Regions from separate parts of the Mus musculus genome. Here all the other regions are linked to region 2. Evidence: chromatin contacts called from public Hi-C and promoter capture Hi-C data. All regions are on one chromosome and are shown on one strand. The core of a region is the stretch at or near the end of the contact, and the rest is flanking DNA. Distances in the headings are between cores, read along the strand shown.

Region 1 (2,700 bases), core at 117-2,616, 550 kb before region 2:
CGGTCAAGTTCAGGTGCGTAGCAGCTCGCACCGGCCCCACCTGTTTCTCTTTTTACCTGGGAAGTACATCTTCCCCTGGTACAGCTGGTCCATCCTCTGGTACACGGCTTCTGCTACTTGATATAGCTTCTTCCGGGCTAAGGGCAGGAGGAAAAAGCAAGCAAATGAGTGGCCCTGCCCGGTTCCCTGCTGCTCTTCTGACCCTGGAATGGGTTCCGCCGCTCACTGATCTCAGCAGGAATGGCCAGATGGAGCTCCTTCATCGTGTTCTGGATCCAATCGGAGAGCAGCATCCCCGACACAGGAATGTCACCCACCCACCACGACTTGAGGTTCACGTGGTGACGATAGAAGGAGAACTTCTCCGCGAAATTGGGGTCGCACTGCAGGCAGCCCCGGGCCAGCGCCGCTGTCATGCCCAGAAACAACAGCAGGGCCATGGCCTGGCCCAGCCTGCCTTGCCCAAACATCGGCGCCGCCAGCGCCGCACCCTCCAGCCGCGCACCAACCAACGGTGCCTCCCGCGCCACGCCCTGCCACGCCGCACCAACCAACAGCTCGCGCTGTGGACCCTGGCCGCGCCATCCCCTGCCCGGGCCTGATCATGCTTCCAACTCTGGTCCCGCCCCGCTTAGACATGTCCCGCCCACCGGGCCTGATGGCGCAAGCCTTTAATCCCAGCACTTGGGAGGCAGAGGCAGGCGAATTTCTGAGTTCGAGGCCAACCTGGTCTACAAAGTGAGTTCCAGGACAGCCAGGACTACACAGAGAAACCCTGTCTCGAAAAAAAAAAAAAAGACAGCGCCTGCCCACGGATGGCTCCGCCCCTACCTGGCCAGGCCCCGATTAGACTCCTGTCCCAGGCCTGGTTCCGCCTACAGGCCTGGTACCGCCCACGGATGGCTCCACCCCTTTCTAGCCTGTCACCACACCCACCCCACCGCCATCCGGACTTCTGTCCCAGGGCTGGCTCTACTGGATCTCCCCAGGAGAGTGTAACTGAATCTCTCCAGTTACAATTGGCAACTGGTAATGCCAGTCTGTCCCCAGGCTCCACCCCATCCACAGCGCCTTACGCATGCGCTTTGGGCTGGCGCCAGTTCCCGAGCCAGCGAGGGAGGGCTCGTCCCGCCCCTCATCCGCTCCACTACAGCCAATTAGCAGCGCCCGTCCTGGTCTCCAGGGGCGCGGAGTGCCGCCTGCCTTTCACACCGTGATCCTCCGAACTCGGGCGCCACACCTCCATCCGGGCTGCTTCCCTTTAAGGGAAGTAAATCCGGCTGGCGGGCGCGGCCTGGGCGGGGCGTGCGGCGTGTCCCTCCGCGGGCGTGTCCCTCTGCGGGCGCGGCCGGAGACTGGGCGAAGCGAGAGACGGTTCCGGACAGCCAGGTGGGTCCTCCGAGGGCCAAGGCGGGCGGCGGGCAGCGGGACTTCATCCCTCAGGGTGACAGTGTCCAGCGACCGGCCCAGAGTGGGCGCTGGGGACCTGGATCTGTCAAAAGGAGGGAGAAAGGAAGCGTCATGGATCAAAAGCGTGTTTAATATTTGAGGTCCTAGATAGCACAGGCTAGCCTCCAGCGGCTGGATAGGATCCTCCTTCCCATCTCCGCTGACTCATTTGTTTGAAATGATCACGTTTCTGTTAAACTTCATTGAAGGTCTGGGCTCTTGCTCTGGAGTGAAGCATTTGCCTTGTGTGTAGAAAGCCCTGGGTTCTATCCCTACTTCTGCCTCTTCAGCACTCCTCGGCCTCCCCTAAATAAGCCATTGAAAGGCTGGATGGAGAGACTCAAAAACAGATCACAGAAAGTTAACTTTGGCCGCAGTTTCTTTTTCTTTTTTCTTTTCTTTTCTTTTCTTTTCTTTAATTCTTTCCTTTTATATTTAGCCCAGGCTATCCTGGAACTCAGCGAGATCACCCTGCCTGTGCCTCCTGAACGCTGAGATTAAAGGTCTGCGCCAATAACTTTGCCTTTTCTCTTCCCTCCTGCCTCCACCCCTTCCCTAGGCTCCATAGAATAAAGTGCCTACAGTCAAGTAGAGGTTGGCATAGTGTTAAGGCAGGGCAATTATTATTCCAGAGCTCCACGTGTATCCTTGTAACTTTGGTTTCTGATTTGCTACCGTTATGCAGAGTTGGGAGCTCAGGAACTAGGGGTGGGAGTGTCAGGGGACAGTTAGGTAGGACTCTCAGGTCAGCCAGCTCTTCCTTCAGCATGGAGGAAGTGGTTACTAGCTCTGTAAGTGATGGGGCTTCAGAGAGGTGCTAGCTGGAGGCAGCAGGATGCAAAAGAGACCACAGACTTAACCATTGACAAAGGCAGAAGCAGATAACCTGAGAACTTCCGAAAACCAGGTTTTAACCGCCCCTGTCCTGGGCTTGTTTTTAGAACTCAGTGAACAGCAGAGGTGACAAGGCTAGAGAGTTCCACCCCTGGGGCTTCTTGATGTCTGTCCTTTCTCCATCTTGATCCATTCCAGTGCCATTTAAGTTCAAGGGCAGCCTGGGACACTTAGTGAAATCTCACCTCAAAAAGAGCAAAAGGGGGCTAGTGCTCTTCCTGAGGTCCTGAATTCAATTCCCAGCAACCACATGGTGGCTCACAACCATCTGTAATGGGATCTGATGCCCTCTTCTGGTGTGTATAAAGACAGCAACAGTGTACTCACATATATAAAATAAATCTTAAAAAAAAAGAG
Region 2 (2,700 bases), core at 97-2,596:
ACCGCCCCCTCCCATTCACTACTTACTCCGCCGGCCTGGCGGCGGCCAATCAAAACACACAGACCGCCCAGTCCGTCGCGCTACCGGGCCAATGAGAATCGCCGCGGGGCTACCCCACGTGGCAGCGAGACCCTCCCTTTCTCTCCGCCCCGTCCCTTCTGCGTCCAATGGAGATGCCAAGAGGGTTGGGCTGAGGCCGATCCTGACCAGCCCCCGCGACCCCCCACCCGCTCCCAGAGCCATTCATAAGGCCCAAAGACCTTAACAAAGGGCGGGCGGGCCCTGAGGGTAGCGGACCCGAGTTTTAGGACTTAGCACCCCCCCTCCCCGCCCCTCTGCGCGAGCCTAACCCCTTCAGTCCGCAACGGGAGCGGTCGGGAGAAAAGGCTAGGAGCCGGCCATTGTTCCCGAATAAGGAACAGGAAATCGTGGCGCCTCCCCGCTGGGTCTGTCCGGGAAGCTACAGCCTGCGGAAGCTGTCGCTTGAGCCCTGAGCCTCATGGTCAAGGGTCGCGAGCTGGCCTCTCAAGGACAGGGCTGTCTTCCGCCCCCGTGGGTGGGTGGATGCAATGATATTGGAGAACTTGGGCGGAACCCACAGCTTGGGCAGGGCCCTGCAGCTCGGTGACGTGGCTTTGATTAGATCCGTCCCTCCCGAACCAGTGCCACTTCGCGTCCTAACCTAACTCACCCTCAGTTTTTTTTTTTCTGACTTCCCCCCCTCCCAATCCCGGGTCGGCCCGTTTCCCGAGGTGTGCCCGCCCAAGCCGTGACGTGATGCGGCGTCCCCGGCTGCGCCCGCGCGCGCCCCGCTTCGGGCAGCGGTGAGTCAGCAGCCCCGGCGCGCCCTCTGCAGTCCCCGCCCGGGAGCGCTGCCCGAGTCCCGGGGGAGGAGTGCCGTGCGTCTTGGCTGGGGAAGGGGTGCGCCAAGAATTGGGGGTCTGCATGTGGGGAGGGTCCGTTGAGAACCTTTATACTTAGCAATGCAGAGAAGACTTAAGACCGCACATAAAGGGAAACTGAGTCTACAAACAGTTCAAGGTCACTGGCTGAGTGCGGGGGGGGGGGGGGGGTTGGGGGGCGTGAGCTGCAGTCCCGCCAGGGCGGTGCCCATAGTGCGCAGCCCCTCCCACCCCACAAGTTGGAGGGCTCCGGGTCCTGAGGCACACTAGGTGCGGACGATTCAAAGAACAAAGAGTGGGACAGCCTGAGAAGTTTACGGCGGGTGGGGGCCCCTCTCCGTTTCGTGCGGTCCCGCCCCTACTCACCGGCTCCGTAGGTCCTGGGTCACCACTGCTCCAGATGACCTGCGTATGGGTCCTGGCAAGAGGTGGCCGTGCCGGTCTGGGGCCGGGCGGGCGGCCCCTGAGCCTTTATCCGCGCCGCCTTCCCTGGGGTGGAGTTTGGGCGGGCAAGGGGCGGGGGGCCGGGCAATGGTGACGCATTCCCTAACCCCCCCACCCCACCCCACCGCCTGCTGGCCTGGACAGGGACACCGGCCCTAGGGCTTCGCAGCACCCACAGAGCAGTGCCTCAGGGGTGTCACCGACCTGGGTAACTCCTACCTCCCCATGTACTGGGGTTCACCTCACATTAGGATTGGGGGGGTGTTTGGCCTGCTTCCCTGCTCCGCCCCCTTTCCTGTTGGCCTGGTGCTTCCGCCTGGGGGCGCCCGCGTGTGGAAGGGGGGGGCGGAACGGGAAGGGGTTCCTTAGTCAGCAGCCTAGGTCCAGGAAAACAGGGTAGTGTCACCTGCTAGGCAGTAGGTGCCCCTGACAGCTGCCTAGCCTCCTCATCCTTTAACGATGACCTCAGAGGCCATTTCTGTGACGATTCATCCATCCCTGGCCTTGCCTAGGCCAGTCACCTGTGTGACCTCTGAGTAGCCCAGTCCCTAATGCACCCTACACCATAGCATAGTTGGTTCTCACTCCAGCATATGGGTCCCAGAAGTCAGCTCAGGTCATCAGTGGGCTTGGCTGAATGTGTCTGTATCTCCAGGCCCCTCTGGGTTAATTACAAAGTACCAGACAAGCAAAGGAAGGCCTTCTGCAGCCTGGCATGTGTGATCTGTTCTCACAGCACAGATGCATCGGCACATACTGGCCCTGGCCCTGGCCTTTGGGGTGGATACTCACTCACCCACCTATGGACCAAGGAGCCAGCCCTTTGTCATTTGAGCGTGGCCAGACCCTCCATCACTTCCCTAACCTTCCATCTCCTGTCCACGTATGCGGTCTCTTGCACTTATCTGGTCTGAGCACCACCACCACCCTGGGTGCCCCTCCCAGGCCAGTTCCTTCCTAGGTCACCTTCCTCTCTGGCTGATCATTCTGGACAGGCATGCTGGGCCCCCAAGCAGACAGGCGTGCCAGACACTCCCAGTCTCCCAGGGTCATGGTCAGGCCAGAGAACACTTGGAGGCCCAGAGACTTTGAGGGATGAGCAGGAGTTTGTTCAGAAGTACAAACTGAAGCTGCGCAGTGTGGAGGTCAGAGGCAGGGTTTGCCTCTGGAGGGACCTCAGGGAAGGGATAGGTGAGGTGGGCTGGCTCTGACACCATTCAGACTGAAAGCCACTGTAATAAATGCAGGGTGCCCAGACTGCCTGCTTCCTGTCTCTTCTTCCTGTGTGGTCCTTTGTCCTTAGCATGAAGCCCAAGACTCAGTAATCTGTCCAGGCCCTGCCCTCCAGGAAGGT
Region 3 (2,700 bases), core at 14-2,513, 590 kb before region 2:
TAATAAATAAGTAAATAAATAAATAAATAAAAGTGTTTGTGCACCAAAAAAAAAAAAATTAGTCCCAAGCCTATTTTGTCTTTCAAGTACAATTACATGCTTGTAACACACGAAAGCTCACTGTGTTCCTTATTTAACGTTTGCAGCCAAAGGAGGGGACACATTCTATGCTTAATGCTAACTTTACTATATCTTTCTGGCAAAACAATCTAAACCATCTCCTTAAACTTTCTTTTTTTTTTTTTAAGATGTATTTATTTATTATATGGAAATATATTGTAGCTGTCTTCAGACACTCCAGAAGAGGGAGTCAGATCTCCTTTACGGATGGTTGTGAGCCACCATGTGATTGCTGGGATTTGAACTCTGGACCTTCGGAAGAGCAGTCGGGTGCTCTTACCCACTGAGCCATCTCACCAGCCCCTCCTTAAACTTTCTATCACCTACCCTAACATCTTAAAACTATTTTAATCAAATAAGAAATTCTATAAAATCATTAATTCATCTATTTTATGAAAGTTCATCTTTATATTAATCTGCAGGAGACTTGCCCAATCGAGTGGGCTGTCTCCCAATAAGCAACCACAGCAGACTCTAGGCAGTGAGGGTCTCCTGGTGCCCATTCACATCGTACTAGATATGGGAGGCATATAACAATGAAAAACATGAGGAGGCACTGCAGCACCAAGAAGTAATCCAGAGACGAACGCCTCCGGGGGGCAGTGCCTCTCTAGGAACATGCATCACAGCTGTGCAAAACGGTGGACCATCTCCAGCAAAGTCACTTGCCCACCACAGTTTCTCCTGTATGGTGTCCACCATCCAAGCCTTGTGCTGGTTTTACAGACAGGGTTTCACAGGCCGGCCGGTTGGATTGCTGGTGTGATTGACTCCTGACACTGATTCCCAAGTCACCACTTAAATTCAGAAAAGGCTGGGCTGGATATATTTGGCCAGGACCTTGCAGAAAAAGCTCCACGTGGAGCTCCGCCCTCCTCTAGCCACGCCCACACCAGATAAGACCACGCCCACTGCTGTCATTTAGCGAGTGGGGAGACCTGCTCTCGATTTTCCCTTAGGGGCGTGGTTAGGACGTCTGTGGAGTTCTTGTTCACCAATGAGGCTGCAAGGCATTGCAGAGGAAGGGGTGGGCTGCTAGGCGTCAAAGGGTGGTGTCTGCTTTCCTATTGGGTGGCGTGTGGTTGTCAAGGAAACTGCAATGTGGGGCTGGGCTTTTCGGTGAGGCGGGGCTTCCGGGAGGCTGAGGCTCTCCGTCAGCTGACCCACCGCCATCTTGGCCGCCATTTGCAGCGGCCCTAAGCTGGGAAGGGTCTGTGGAAGCTGGGGGGGGCGGGCTTACTGGCTACCCCTTCTCCTCAGACTGCTCTCCGGCTACAGCCGTCGCTCTGGCCTCCACGGCGTCCCCTCCGCGGCGGCCGGAAACACAGCGGGGCGGTTGCCTGAGGTGCGGTCGCCGGGTCCCCGCACCTTCTAGGGCCGCGGCAGCGGCGTTTCCCTCGGAGGCCGCAGCCCACGGGCCGCCGCGATGGCCCTCAAGATGGTCAAGGGCAGTATCGACCGCATGTTCGATAAGAACCTGCAGGATCTGGTCCGCGGCATCCGCAACCACAAGGAGGACGAGGTGAGCCGGCGCGGAGCGGGGCTGCCGGGCTTTCCCCCCATTGCCTCTGGCCCGCCGTGGAGCCGTCTTCCTCGACCCCATCGCCTTTCCCGTCCTGCCTGTTCCAGAGCTGCGGCTCTGCACAGCCTCTCCTTCCCCTGGCCTCAGTTTACCCCCAGCAGCTTGAAACAGGCGCTGTCCAAAATGGCTCAGGTGTCTCGTCTGTTGTAACTAGGGGCCACTCCCTGAACCTCCAAATTGTCCACTTGGAGCAGTCCTTGCCCTAAAGGCCTCAGCGTTTTAGGTCTTGAAGTTGGATGCCACTGCTAGAGCCTGAGTTTACCTTCTTGAAGAAGACTTACTTAGGCAAAGGTTCCCCCACTTGAGCTAGTTTCTGGATCCCATATGGAGGAATCGGGGACCCTCACAGAAAAATCCTGTCATAGGTCTACGTGTCTCCCATGGAGAAATCCCCTTGTCAGGAAAGCACAGGCCCGGGTGGCTGTCTTGGGCTTCCTTGGGAACCCTGCCAGGTTTTCCTGCCCCAGATCCCCTGAACTATTAGTGTGTGCAGGACCTAGGGGCATCTTGGAATGGGGAAGCCTGACTTCAAAACTGGAAGCTCAAAGAAGGCAGAAGTCAGGGTGTGGAAGCGATTTTTCCAGAAGTTACACTGAGACTACAAGCGCTGCTTCCTTTCCTCCCCACAGCCTGTGACCTAGATTAAGGAAGAAGTGATAGAGTGACTACTTAGTGCCTGGCTCAGTGGAAAGACGCAGGCCTCCTCCTGGGCTGGAAGGCCATGCTGAAAGAGGGTGCCTGTCCCTAGCTGGGACAGTCATTTCTCTGTAGCCCTCTTCCCTTCTACCCTACCTGGTGTGGTTTGTACCCTCCCTGCTCTCCCTGGCTGTTACTTCAGTTGAAATAGCTGGTTGGCCTGCGTTTTGCTGGGTGTGGACTGCCCTATGTGATATTTCCTTTGTACTGTGGCCCTCTTTGCTCTCAAGAGGGCTTCCACATTCCCTTCTTGCCTTCCCGTACAGAGAATGTTCCCTGGGCAGCTGTTCTAGGACCCTGGG

The links. Hi-C and Micro-C count contacts between places; a contact is called where the count stands out from the background. Capture Hi-C pulls out chosen DNA fragments and counts their contacts.
Region 1: a contact with region 2 is called in a Hi-C map of CD8 T cells, with 4 times the contacts expected there. The contact joins the promoter of Mob3a here to the promoter of Midn in region 2. A contact is called at or near these places in 3 of 39 promoter capture datasets (embryonic stem cells, liver and pre-B cells), 7 of 484 Hi-C or Micro-C datasets (CD4 T cells, CD8 T cells, the N1E-115 cell line and 4 more) and 1 of 9 other capture datasets (liver).
Region 3: a promoter capture Hi-C map of liver shows a contact between it and region 2, with 2.1 times the contacts expected there. The contact joins the promoter of Ap3d1 here to the promoter of Midn in region 2. A contact is called at or near these places in 1 of 39 promoter capture datasets (pre-B cells), 2 of 484 Hi-C or Micro-C datasets (cortical neurons and embryonic stem cells), 1 of 115 datasets of contacts at active chromatin or transcription factors (pancreatic cancer cells) and 2 of 9 other capture datasets (liver and pancreatic islet).

What each region holds. Positions count from the first base shown.
Region 1 is chr10:80,700,486-80,703,185 of GRCm38.p6, reverse strand. Mob3a (MOB kinase activator 3A) reads left to right here and starts at 1,366. Exons shown (of 4, transcript NM_172457.2): 1 at 1,366-1,389. Izumo4 (IZUMO family member 4) reads right to left here and starts at 493. Exons shown (of 10, transcript NM_027829.3): 1 at 227-493; 2 at 57-137. The coding sequence starts at 470.
Region 2 is chr10:80,146,918-80,149,617 of GRCm38.p6, reverse strand. It overlaps Midn (midnolin), which reads right to left and starts at 1,346. Exons shown (of 9, transcript NM_021565.2): 1 at 1,269-1,346.
Region 3 is chr10:80,740,838-80,743,537 of GRCm38.p6, reverse strand. It overlaps Ap3d1 (adaptor-related protein complex 3, delta 1 subunit), which reads left to right and starts at 1,263. Exons shown (of 31, transcript NM_007460.2): 1 at 1,263-1,642. The coding sequence starts at 1,547.